4 separate regions of the Mus musculus genome follow, and all the other regions are linked to region 1. A link is a contact called in public Hi-C and HiChIP or PLAC-seq data. All regions are on one chromosome and are shown on one strand. The core of a region is the stretch at or near the end of the contact, and the rest is flanking DNA. Distances in the headings are between cores, read along the strand shown.

What was found. Hi-C and Micro-C count contacts between places; a contact is called where the count stands out from the background. HiChIP or PLAC-seq counts read pairs in DNA pulled down with a chosen protein or histone mark.
Region 2: a contact with region 1 is called in a FOXA1 HiChIP or PLAC-seq map of pancreatic cancer cells. The contact joins the enhancer-like site here to the promoter of Rbm47 in region 1. A contact is called at or near these places in 1 of 39 promoter capture datasets (frontonasal cranial neural crest), 2 of 484 Hi-C or Micro-C datasets (nephron progenitors and palatal mesenchyme) and 2 of 115 datasets of contacts at active chromatin or transcription factors (bone marrow-derived macrophages and pancreatic cancer cells).
Region 3: a Hi-C map of bone marrow-derived macrophages shows a contact between it and region 1, with 1.8 times the contacts expected there. The contact joins the enhancer-like site here to the promoter of Rbm47 in region 1. A contact is called at or near these places in 1 of 39 promoter capture datasets (3T3-L1-derived adipocytes) and 2 of 484 Hi-C or Micro-C datasets (bone marrow-derived macrophages and brown adipocytes).
Region 4: a contact with region 1 is called in an H3K4me3 HiChIP or PLAC-seq map of bone marrow-derived macrophages, with 2.8 times the contacts expected there. The contact joins the enhancer-like site here to the promoter of Rbm47 in region 1. A contact is called at or near these places in 4 of 39 promoter capture datasets (the C10 cell line, liver, pre-B cells and 1 more), 7 of 484 Hi-C or Micro-C datasets (bone marrow-derived macrophages, embryonic fibroblasts, embryonic stem cells and 2 more), 10 of 115 datasets of contacts at active chromatin or transcription factors (bone marrow-derived macrophages, embryonic stem cells, microglia and 3 more) and 3 of 9 other capture datasets (adipose tissue, liver and pancreatic islet).

The regions. Positions count from the first base shown.
Region 1 is chr5:66,150,398-66,153,377 of GRCm38.p6, reverse strand. It overlaps Rbm47 (RNA binding motif protein 47), which reads left to right and starts at 1,424. Exons shown (of 8, transcript NM_001127382.2): 1 at 1,424-1,523; 2 at 1,677-1,839. Gm26725 (a long non-coding RNA gene) reads right to left here and starts at 2,374. Exons shown (of 5, transcript XR_001785070.2): 1 at 1,905-2,374; 2 at 360-406.
Region 2 is chr5:66,373,100-66,376,079 of GRCm38.p6, reverse strand. The region is part of intron 9 of Apbb2 (amyloid beta (A4) precursor protein-binding, family B, member 2); the gene reads left to right. Among named protein-coding and RNA genes, the nearest start is that of Nsun7, 110 kb to the right of the region's middle. Within about 2 kb of position 1,494, at least 32 of the 459 cell types and tissues checked have an H3K27ac peak or open chromatin away from gene starts, as enhancers often do. A contact at or near this core is called in pancreatic cancer cells, where this site is marked.
Region 3 is chr5:66,321,757-66,324,736 of GRCm38.p6, reverse strand. The region is part of intron 11 of Apbb2 (amyloid beta (A4) precursor protein-binding, family B, member 2); the gene reads left to right. Among named protein-coding and RNA genes, the nearest start is that of Nsun7, 63 kb to the right of the region's middle. Within about 2 kb of position 1,411, at least 50 of the 459 cell types and tissues checked have an H3K27ac peak or open chromatin away from gene starts, as enhancers often do. A contact at or near this core is called in bone marrow-derived macrophages, where this site is marked.
Region 4 is chr5:65,982,762-65,985,741 of GRCm38.p6, reverse strand. No RefSeq gene overlaps it. Among named protein-coding and RNA genes, the nearest start is that of Chrna9, 17 kb to the right of the region's middle. Within about 2 kb of position 1,496, at least 10 of the 459 cell types and tissues checked have an H3K27ac peak or open chromatin away from gene starts, as enhancers often do. A contact at or near this core is called in bone marrow-derived macrophages and trophoblast stem cells, where this site is marked.

The sequences.
Region 1 (2,980 bases), core at 175-2,674:
CTGTAGCTCAGAAAGTCTCTTGGAAACTGGTTTCGAAGCCTTTTTTACAGCTGCGGAGTCTTGGTGGCTAACTAACTGTATCAACCCCTAGAACAGTTCGGAACTGGGAGTTTTCTACAGTCTGCGATTCTCAGTACATGTGTGCACCTATCGACAAAGTCTTGATTCTGAATTCAGAACATGGTTAAACTGGCCTGGCTTGACTTTTGCTGCCTAAAAGATAAAAGATCGAAGATCAAAAGGATGGAGAACTTCAGAATTCCTGGCTGGCTTCAGGAATTACTTTTACTAATGGTGGTAAGATCTGACTTTTCGATTAGACTGGAAAGGTCGGCACTCGGGAAAGTTGGCCTGCTTACCTAACCTCTGTACGGACAGTGTCTTCACCTCCAGACCTGAGGCAGACCTGAGGATCAGATTAAGGAAATGGGTGAAAGGGTTCCTGAGTAAGAAAGACCTCAATATAAAGAGATTAGGATTTCTTCATTTATATGTCAAGTTAAAAGGAACATAAATACCCCCTCTACCCTCCACTATTACTATGGATGATATCTATGAGTTTTCAAAGCCTCCACCACACCCCACACGCCCCACATTCACAGATCTTCAAACTGCATGGTTCACTGTTATCTAGCACTGACTTTTTGTTTTTGTTTTGTTTTGTTTTGTTTTTGTTTTTGTTTTTTTTTTTTTTTTGAGACAGGGTTTCTCTGTGTAGCCCTGGCTGTCCCGGAACTCACTCTGTAGACCAGGCTGGCCTCGAAATCAGAAATCTGCCTGCCTCTGCCTCCCAAGTGCTGGGATTGGGATTAAAGGCGTGCTCACCACCGCCCCGCTAGCACTGACTTTTAACCTATGGAGTAACTTGCAGGGTGGCAGGTCAGGTCTAGTGCCTAAATCTGAGTCAGAATTACGCGCGTGACACAGACGTTGGATTTGCACTTCATGGAAGGCAGGGCCAACTTCTCTCCACTTCCCTTGAAACTTGTACACGAGTCGAAAATCAGTTGCACACCCCTTCACAAAGACTTCGTCTTTCCTTCTCCTTGAAACTGTCCACAGTGAAAGCAAAACTCCCATCCTTAGAATCTTCCAGAAACTCAGAGCTGGAGGGTAATTAACTTGCTCACAGATAGTGAGGGCAGAGTTGGGTCTGGAGCCTCCTTCTAACATCCATTGCACGTTTTTCTACGGGGGGGGGGCGGATTATACATAATAATAGTATCACTAACAACAGTGGCTAACGCTATATGCCGATATTCTATCAGCTTCCATTTAACTAGATGGGGGGGGTAGTTTTGGGTCCTTCTTTTAATTAAAGTAGCCTACTGTGAAACAGTATTTTTTTTTTCAGTTGCATGACATTGCAACCCGAAATCACAACTTTAGGTTCCTTGTGGTGCCCGCTTCCTCTTCTAGTTTGTTTAGTCACAGAATTCGATTCCTGTTGGCTGTTTCCGCGCTGCAAACAGGCTTAGCGCTCCATTGAAATGCGGGAGGCTCCTTAATTCTTGTATAAACAGGTAACCCGAGGGGTGGGGCGGGGGCCGCGGCCCTAGGGTGGGTTTCCTGGGAGTGGGGATGGGGGTCAGACTTAGTTCCCCTGTGATCAGAGGCAAGGTTAAAGGAGGGCTTGGCTGAGGTTTCTCCTTGCACTGTTTTTGTTCCCTTTCTAGAAACCAGCTGTAACACTAGGTCAGAGCGCATTCAGAATGAGCCACTTTGAACGAGCAGCGGCGCCCAGGCCCCAGGCCCTGCTGTGAAGGCTCCGGCAAAGGTCAGAGCTCCGGCCCCCCGTGACGTGCCTGCCTGTGCTCTCCGAGCTATGCTCAGCCTCAGGTAAGAACAGCCCAGGAGGTCCTGGCTTCCTGCAGGCCCGCGGCGGGGCTCGTCTGCCGCCCTACCTGCTCCAGCGCCTTCCTGCCCCGCAAGGCCGGGGGCGGTGGCACTGCTCACCCCGGGAGTCAGGCGCAGGGTCCTTAGTCCTTGGTGCAGGCTCAGGGTGGCTTACTCTAAACAGCCATAGGCGGCCGGAAGCCACTCTTCTAGATGTCCCCAGGTGGGGCAGGTGCCACTTCTGGGGTCCCTTCTGAATGTCTGAAATGGATGTGACTTTTTGAGCGGCCAAAGTTCGTAAATCCTCCGCATCGGGGCCAGTCCGATATGATTTTTTTTTTTTTTTAAACCTTCAGCTAAGGTATCCGCGCTTCTAAAACAACAGGAATGTTGCACTGGCCTTCGGCCAGCGGAGGCTCAGCGAGCAGGATAAAATTTCAGTGCAGATTTACGGGAAGTTGCCGGTGTTGGGAGTAAAAATCTGGTTTGGTGAGTTTAAGGGAAGGGAGTATACGAGACAACCTTGCTACTGTGAGGCGAATGGCCTCGTCTGGGGGAGGGCAGGAGGCGGAGGGAGGGAACCGGGAAGAGCAGGGATTGCAGAGGCACCGATTGCAGCCGGACTCCGCCGCGCTCCGCGGGATCCGACCCTGTGCCGCTCCGCCCGGGCCACAGCCGCACCGCAGCCGGCTCGTACGACCCAGCCCAGCCGGCCGCCGAGCGCCCGGACCCGGAGAAGCCAGGCTCTGGGCCGGGAAGACGTTTCTTACCGCAGGTCACTCAGGCTAAGAAATTGTGACAAACTGGAATTCCCAGAACCCGGGAAGAGTTAAAGCCTAGAGCGATCTGATCTGTTGCTTTAAGCCGCACGGTGGGAAGTAGTTTGGAGACTCTTTAATTTAGTTTTCTATTTAAAAGTGTGCGGCCAGCGAAGATGTTGTAGGTGACTTCCTAGCCTTGTAGATTGCTACCGGGCTGTGAATGGTATTAATTTCTGAAGTGAGCGACGCCAAGTACTTACGGAAGGTAAGGTGGACTTTTGGCAGTTCTGACTACTGTCCCCATAGAGTCCTGACTTTTGGGAAAAAACAAACAAACAACATCTTTCTCTCTCTATTTCTTTCCCCCTTAGTATTAATCTCTC
Region 2 (2,980 bases), core at 245-2,744, 220 kb before region 1:
TCACTTAAAGGACTCCAGATACAGGGAGACCTCAGGATGCCCCTCTGCCATAATATCCCAGGGCCCTTCCCTATGAGTTCCAATTTCCAGACCTGTTTGTAGAGCCCACCAGCTATTGCAGAGGGCATGTTTAAAGTAGTGATTCTCAGCCTGTGAGTCGAGACCCCCTTGGCAGATTTCTAATGAAGTAGCAACAAAAATAATTTTATGGCCGGGGTGGGTGGGTCACCACAACATGAGGAACTGTATTAAAGGGTCACAGCATTAGGAGGGTTGGGAACCACTGTCCTAAAGAGTCAGATAAGGATGCTGTTGGGAACTGAGCAGTGACTGCCCGAGGGAAGAGCCACTCTCCTGATCTACATCTGAGCACTTGGAATTGAGCATCATCACACTTAACCCCGACCACAGGCTATGTGAGTGGCCGGATGAGTCCTTTTAGATGACCTCCATGCCAGCTGGTGTGGCTCATTCCGTCGGTCATTTGAAGCTAGTGCTCATCAAAGCTAGCACACTGAGCACGCCCCTCGATCGCCTGCAGTGCTTTGTATGTTTGGCGCGAGTCTTCAGACTCTTAGTGTTCCCCAGAACCAAAGTGCTGCTGTTGTCTCTGTTGGTGTAGGGAACAGAGGCACAGGGCAGCTCAGTAACTGGTCCTATGTCACTGGGGAATTAAGTAGAGTGCTAGGGATTATATCTGAGCGTCGTGGCTTCAGAGCTGACCCAGTGAACATTGCTGCTCTTCCATCCTAAAGGTAGTACTAGGCCTCTGCTTAGAGATGCACCAGTTTAATCCTCCATAGCACCTGCAGAGGCAGTGGCTTCCCTCCAGTGATGCAAGCGGGGAAATGAAGGGCAGTGAGCACAATGAGGGTACAGGCAGCAAGTAGCAGTCCCCGACCCCCAGCGAGGTCTACTCATTCTTGCCGTGATATTTCCATGTGTCTTAGATGAAGCTGCAGGTCCCTTGTTCAGTTTCATGGTGGCGGTTTTCCTGTCCTGTGAAGTCCCAGATCGTGGTGCCTCACACCCCGTAAGAGATGAAGCTCAGCTGCTTGCTTACTGTGTCACCTTAGACAGTTCAGCCATTTGCTCTGTGCCTCTACCTTTCATTCCGAAAACAAGAAATGCAGCACCTGAGCTGGTGGTATGAGAACATATTTTGCTGAATGCTATAAACTTGGGCTGTGATCTGTAAGTGGCACAGAATAAGCCCCTAATAAACTATCTCTGCCAATAAGATGATGGACTTTGTAATATACATACAAGCTTGTGCTTACACACACACATATACACATACACACAGAGTCTATTCCATGAACATTTTTGAAACATTACACTCCATATCTAAAGTAAGCATACCTCTGTTCAAATTTTCTATTAATTAATAGGGCTCAATGCCAGGCTGGTTCCTAGACAGGCAGTGACTAATACAAGCAAGTATGCTTATACCACATCACACCCCTGAGGCCTGTCTCTGGCACCAGGGGAGAATCTCCCAACATCCTGCCTGGTAAAATGCCGGCACGGGCACTTCTGCATGCACCTCTGCTGCTCAGCTTACTATGAGCGGCCGATCAGAAACCAGAGTGGACTTGCAACAGAGGGCAAACTTTCTCCTCAGCCTGTGCTTGCATTGAACCAGGGTGGCACTTGCATTTCCCTGTGTAAATTAACAAGTTGGCATTCTGGCACGTTCTTTTAAGTTTCTATGACTTGTTTCTGACGGGATGGTTCAACCCACTCGTCGGCTCAGCAACAGCCACCACGGGCTGGGCCTTTCAATGGTGTATAGGCAGAGTTGATGCAGACTAGGAAGCACCTTCCCAATAATGCCATAGATAGTTGTGGGTGGATACTGGAGATATTTCCATGTGTGTCACCCCTTACCAAGTGGCACGGTATACATGCTTCATGAACATGACCTTCATAGATGGGCCAGGCAAATATGAGTAGAGCACAAACTTTCACAATAGGACTGTCTTGCTCAGGAAGCAGGAAGAGCACTAGTGGGCCCGGTGTCCCAGAAGGCCCCTGAGTGGTGGTTTCTGCCTGAGCACCCATCACGTTGTTGACAGCCTGTGGAGGCAGTAGAAGCAGCTGATACATTTGCTGAGGCCAATGCTGAATGTGTTCTGGGGCCTCCCTGGCCAAGGTCACTGCCATAGTGAATGAATAATTCACCAGGCCAATGACTTTTTTCCCTTCAAGAGGGAAACTGGGTCAAACTCCACTCAAGGGATCCCCCAGACACCTGTCCCCACAGGACCCACAACGTCCCGGAGTTGAAAAGCATTTCGCTGTTTCCAAACAGTCACAAAGCCTGATTTCATTTAGGAGCATGACCGTGGTGACAGTGGTGTGCATTCATTCCTGCCTGGAGTAACCGCCGTTGGCTCATGACATCCCAACAATGGAGGCCACATCCCACCAGGGTATTTGAACTTGAACGGCCAGCGCCTTCTCAGTGTTGTGGAGGTTGTGTTGCGTTAAGGCCTTTTGTTTACTGGACAATCAAAAGATCTGGCTCAGAATAGAAACCGGAGCTGCTGCAGTCCCTCGGTAATGGTATGAAGAAGAGCAAAGCAAAGCGCTGGCTGGTTTTATTGTATTGTTTGAGACAGGGAGACAAGGAGTCACTGTGTAGCTCAGGCTGATCTTGGACCTGTAATCCCCCTGGGTCAAGTGCTGGGATTACAGGTGTTCACAACCAGACAGAGGGTGATCCTGTTCTACCCCATCCCCCACTTTCTTATCTCTTGAGAAAGCATCACAAAACAGAGAAGATCAAATAGAATGAATATACTGTAGATGGGCATCGTTCTGGCCCTCTTTGAGCTGGTTAGATCTTTTAAAAGTCCTTCATATTCATATGTATATACTCCTTTCCCACCTGACTCCAACCTTAGGAATTGACGTCTCTAGAGGGCTGATCTCTGTGACTAGGTCAGGAGCCGGGATAACCATACAGCTGGAATCC
Region 3 (2,980 bases), core at 162-2,661, 170 kb before region 1:
CCACTGCGCCCTTGTTGGAGTATGCCACAAGTATTGTTCTGGGGTGGAGTGTGATGGCTCCCTCAATGCTTTTAGCTCACCATCTGGTGATATACTTGATTGCGCATTCACTATCACTCTCAGCTGGCCTAGGTGACAGCAGTAGCAAGGCTGCTGTGTGGGAGAGAGCAGGTCCCTGTGAACCCTGCCTCTCTTCTCATGGCTTAGCTGTCTGGCACTCCGCCTCCTCGGACTGTTGTTACTCTAGAGAGCACCTGTGTCACTTAGAGGACGCTGCCTCCAGGCCCTTTTGTAATGCCTCTGTCAGAACAGAAAAGGTTAGGAGGCTCAGCGACATCTCTAGGGTCCCCTGGTAACTCTGGGTAGTTCTGAGCACAAAACTCAAAGCTTGCTGTTGTCCTCCCCCCACCCCCACTCCCACCCCACCCCCAGCCTCCAGATGCTCCCAGCTCCTCTCTGTACCCCCTTCCTTTCTTCCCTGGCACTGCTCTGCACCCACACCCCTTCTTGGCATTGCTCTGTGCCTGCACCCTTGAAGTCTTCATCTCCTACCTCTTTTTTTTTCTCCACTTCTACGTCCCTCCCCATTGCCCACTAAAGACTTTGTTAAAGCTCCTGGGTATCAGGGCCACAGCTCTAATTAGAATGTCCAGGAGCCATGAAGCAGGTAAGACTGTGTATGCTTGATTGTTTCTGTATGGTTGGTGGTGGTGGTGGTGGTGGTGGTTGTGGTGTGTGTGTGTGTGTGTGTGTGTGTGTGTGTGTGTGTGTGTGTGTGTGTGAAGCCGGGGCTGGGGCTGGAGACTGAAGATAAGTTCCCTGCCAGTGTTTCCTGCAAACAGTCTCCTGTACTTGACTGTGATATTCTAAGCTTGGTTACCTCCCCCGGCTGATCTGTTGCCTCTGCAAATTCAGCTGGCAACTCTTGGCTTCATCGTAGTGTGGCTCGAAATACACTCCTCCGGGTGATAGGGTGCAGCTAAAATAAGCACAGAAAGGCTATTAATGGCTGCAAAGTTGGGAACCACAGTGGGATGTCGGTGCTGAGAGCTGCGTTGTAGACTGGATACGGTACGGATGCTAACCCGCTGTTTCTGCTCTTCCCTCCCTCATGCCTTCCCGGATTCAGAGAGAGGTAACCGGCGATTTCTCACTTTTCCCCTTCCCTGGCATCTCATGTGTCTGGCAGAACTCACCGCTTCTTCCATTCCATCCCCATCCTCACAGCCTCTCTGCCTCTCAAGGCAGGCCATTGTCTTGTGTAGCCTCTTCTCTTCATCATTTGTATCTGGGCCCCTAACCTACTTCTGTGTGTGGTACTGTTTTGGGAAGGTGATGGGCTGAATGACCAAGAATAACGGCCACCCTGCCAAGTCTCGGGTCTCTCTCACCAGTGGCTGAACAAATGACTCAGCATGTCACGGAGGAAATGTGACGTTGGTCCCCATGTCACATTGGTTCCTGTGATACATTGAAGAGTGACAATTTGGAACTTTGAGGTGTTCTCTTAAGTTTCCTGGGTGACTAGCCATAATACAGTCAATTTCAGTATCAGTTCTTAGCCATGGCACAGCCAGGGAAGCCTCCTGTCCTCCTTGAAGGATGTTATCCATGGAGAGGATATACCCGTGAAATTCATGGTGCTTACACAGTTTCAGATGCTCCAAATGTCAGCCTCCAAATGATGGAGTGGAGATATACACATACACACACACACACATACACACACACACACACACACACACACACACACACACACATATACATACACACACACACACACACACACACACACATATATATATTACACATACATACATATATCTATATATATATATACATATATCTATATGTTTATCCCATTTTGGTAGATGAAGGGCATTGTGACAAGTGCCAGCCATAGTGAAAAGACAAACCCAGGGACGAGTTCCTCTTTGCTTTGGGCTCCCTCCTAGCTACACTCCCTATTGTAGCTAGTGACCATTTTTCTGTCTTGCCCAGTGGCTGGAGATGGGACTAACAGAAGATGTGCCTAAGAGAAGTTCTCCTTTGGGGGGGCGGGGGTGATACACTCTGGGCCTGAGCATGGGGTATAAGCTCTCTTACCTCTGTGCACCACAACTCCTACAGGAGTCCACAGTGGGGAGGTGTCCAGACATTTTGTCGGCTCTTCCCTTCCTCCTTGCCTCTGCGTCCAGGTCTCCTTACTAGGAGACAGCTGTGACAGCTGTTCTGAATATTAACAGTGAGAGTGCACACTGGAGAATGCTCTGCCTTCTGTTCAAGTCTCCTCACTCCTGGCAAATGGTAGAACTTGGGCCTGCTGTTTACACAGTCCACATCTCAGGAATGTTCCCAGAGAGGCCCTGGCTGTGCAGAATGTGTTCACCCCAGGTAGTGAGGTGTTGGGCTGCTCCTTTCAGAACTCAGCATCTTCCTAGACAAGGCAGAAGGAGACACAAGTTTGCCAAGTTGGAACCCAAGCTTTGAGATCCCAGATACCCAGGTCTGGTATGGTTGATGTTCAGTATGATGAAACAGAAAAGTACTGCCCAAGACAGGCAGCAGGCAGGTACTCTAGACCAGCCCTCTAGGGTAGTGAAGTTTCTCGTGTCCTCTTCTCCATCTCCTGTACCTCCCACTCCAAGTCTAATCTGGAAAATAAGTGCAGTCAGTCTTGGAAACAGGATTCATTTGTCTCCTAGGTCCTAGGGGTGTTCATGGCCATATTTTGGTTCCTGCCGGCCCTCTGTCTGTGTTTTGATGCAGGCCACTTTCCAAATTCCAAAACCCCATGCTCAACTCCATATGTGAAGCAAAGGGGAGAGAAATCTTCCTCTAAAGGTACTAGAAGTAGTTATCCAAAGTCCCTGGGCCTGTCTCCTCCTGATTGTGGCCTCACCTTGCCCTCTACAGGGAACCACGCTGCTGGCTTGCAGCTTCCACAAAAAGGTGGACTGGGGGCAGGGGGTAACTGCAT
Region 4 (2,980 bases), core at 247-2,746, 170 kb after region 1:
GAGTTCAATTCCCAGCAACCACACAGTGGCTCACAACCACCTGTAATGGAATTCGATGCCCTCTTCTGATGTGTCTCAAGACGGCTACAGTATACTTGCATACATACAATAAACAAATAAATATTTTAAAAAAGATAAAACCTAGAAAGACTGGGAATGTACAACTACCGATGAACAGCAGTATACATTGGGTGGGCATGTCTGGAAGACCCATCCCACTATGGGTAGAGTCATTACCTAAAGCAGGGGGTCCTGAACTGCGTGAGAGTAGAGCAATCGAGCTGAGCATGAGCAAGCAAGTGGGAATGCATGCATTCATTTTTCCCTGCTCTGGGCTGTGGATGTGATCTGACCACTGTCTCAAGCTCCTGCCCTGTCACTTGCCTGAGGTAATAGGCCATAACATGGAATGCTGAGCTAAAATAAAATTGCTTTTTGTCAGAGTATTTTATCGCAGCAATAGGAATGAAACTTGAAATCATTATAAAAATACAAAAGATATGTTGAAGGCCCCAGGCCCTAAGGCTTCTGAATGTGGTTTTATTTAGAAACAGGGTCTTTGGGGAGGCAGCCAAGTTAGAATAAGGTCATGCTGATGTCTGCATCTAGAGACTGTTGTTCTTATGAGAAGAGAATTTTGTAAATATATAGAGAGCCAGTTAAGGAGCACACTGTATGAGGATGTAAGAGCTGAAAACCAGGGAATGCAAAGGATTATAGGAAACTGTTGGGAGCTAGACAAAGCAAGGGCTCTTCCCTGGAAATGCCAAACAGCTGATTCCTGCCAGCAACTCCAATCTGAACCACAAGGAAACAAAATGTAGTTGCTCTAAGCCAGTGGTTGGTGGTGCTTGGTCATAGCAACCACCAGACCAAGTCCAGTGTGAAGACTGAGTAGGAAGACCAACAACAACAACAACAAACAAAACAAATGTGGACAAAAACAAAATCAAGAACAAAAAACCAAACCCCCAAGTCCCCATGAGCGAAGTGGCCACAGTCTAAGAGAAGACACGGTGGAGGACACTTTAAAAAGACAAACAGAGCCGGGTGTGGTGGCGCACACCTTTAATCCCAGCACTCGGGAGGCAGAGGCAGGTGGATTTCTGAGTTTGAGGCCAGCCTGGTCTACAGAGTGAGTTCCAGGACAGCCAGGGCTACACAGAGAAACCCTGTCTCAAAAAACCAAAAGAAAAAAAAATCCCCTCTACCCATTAACTGTAATAACCTGGTCCTTACTTTTTCTATATTTTTCTAGAAAACAATCATATTTGTATATATGTACATGTGTATGTAGTTATTATTTACTTTACAAAAATCCTGTCATATTTATAGGTTTTATTTTATGTCTCTCTTTTGTCAACCAAGACTTGTAGAACTCCCCCAATTTCCATCAGTAGATCCTTCAACATTTCTTTTGGTGACTAAACAATAATCCACGCTGTGACTCCAGTGCGTTTCACTCAGCCATTTCCTGTATTGCAAACTTGGTTTCAGTGGACAACTTTAGCCCTGTATTTCTTCTTTCTCTCTGGCTGTTGTCTCTAAAACAAGAAGTCCCTTAGGCAGCACCACTGGCAGCTTTTACCTGAGCTGGGGACCTGAGCTGGGGCTGGGGACCTGAGCTGGGGCTGGGGACCTGAGCTGGGGCTGGGGACCTGAGCTGGGGCTGGGGACCTGAGCTGGGGCTGGGGACCTGAGCTGGGGCTGGGGACCTGAGCTGGGGCTGGGGACCTGAGCTGGGGCTGGGGACCTGAGCTGGGGCTGGGAACCTGAGCTCAGCTCTTCATGCTTGCACGGCAGGAATTTTTAAGACAGAGCTAGCTCCCCGGCTCCCTATGTTTTGGTTTTTACAGTTGAGATTTTAGAGCAGTGGTTCTCAACCCGTGGGTCATGACCCCTTTGGGCATTGCTGCATATCAGATATTTACATTACAATTCAAAACAGTAGCAAAATTACAGCTAAGTAGCAGTGAACATGATTGTATGGTTGGGAGTCACCACAATACAAGGAACTGTATTAAAGGGTCACAGTGTTAAGAAGGTAGAGACCCGGGGCTGGAGAGATGGCTCAGCGGTTAAGAGCACTGACTGGCTCTTCTGAAGGTCCCGAGTTCAAATCCTGGCAACCACATGGTGGCTCACAACCATCCATAATGAGATCTGATGCCCTCTTCTGGTGTGTCTGAAGACAGCTACAGTGTACTTACATATAATAAATAAATAAATAAATCTTTAAAAAAAAGAAGGTAGAGACTCAAGTTAATTTTTGTGTATTATGTAAACAATGTCCTGATTTTATTTTATTTTCTGATAGGTAGCCTTTCTTCACTGATTTAAATTACTCCCATTTTCATAGTTAAATGCTTAAATAGACTGAGATTCCTTTTTGCTTTCTCTATTCATTTTTATAGAGTTTAGGGGCAGTATATTCGTTGCCCAATTCCAGTTTTTTGAGACAAGGCCTCACTGTAGTCCAGGCTGGCCTCCAACTTACAGCCATCCTTCTGTTTCAGTTTCCTCATTGCTAGAATATAAATATGACCCACCAAGCCTGGGCCTGATTTAAATTTGATTTTTTTTCCTCCTATCACTTCTAGTTTCTTCTCAAGCAAGAGGCTGTGCAGTTGCCTGTTCATATCTTTCTTGCCTGTTGGTCTTTTTAAAATATATATACTCTTTACTTATTATATTACTTACACTGTAGCTGTCTTCAGACACTCCAGAAGAGAGAGTCAGATCTCATTATGGATGGTTGTGAGCCACCATGTGGTTGCCGGGATTTGAACTCGGGACCTTCAGAAGAGCAGTCAGTGCTCTTAACTGCTGAGCCATCTCTCCAGCCCCCTGCCTTTTGGTCTTTGATACTCCTTTGTCCACACATACTTCAAAATTCAGAGTCATGGGCAAGTATATGTGACTAGCTCAGACTGAGTTACAAATTCAGTCAGTCTTCTTATTTCTCTTTTACCAGCAAACA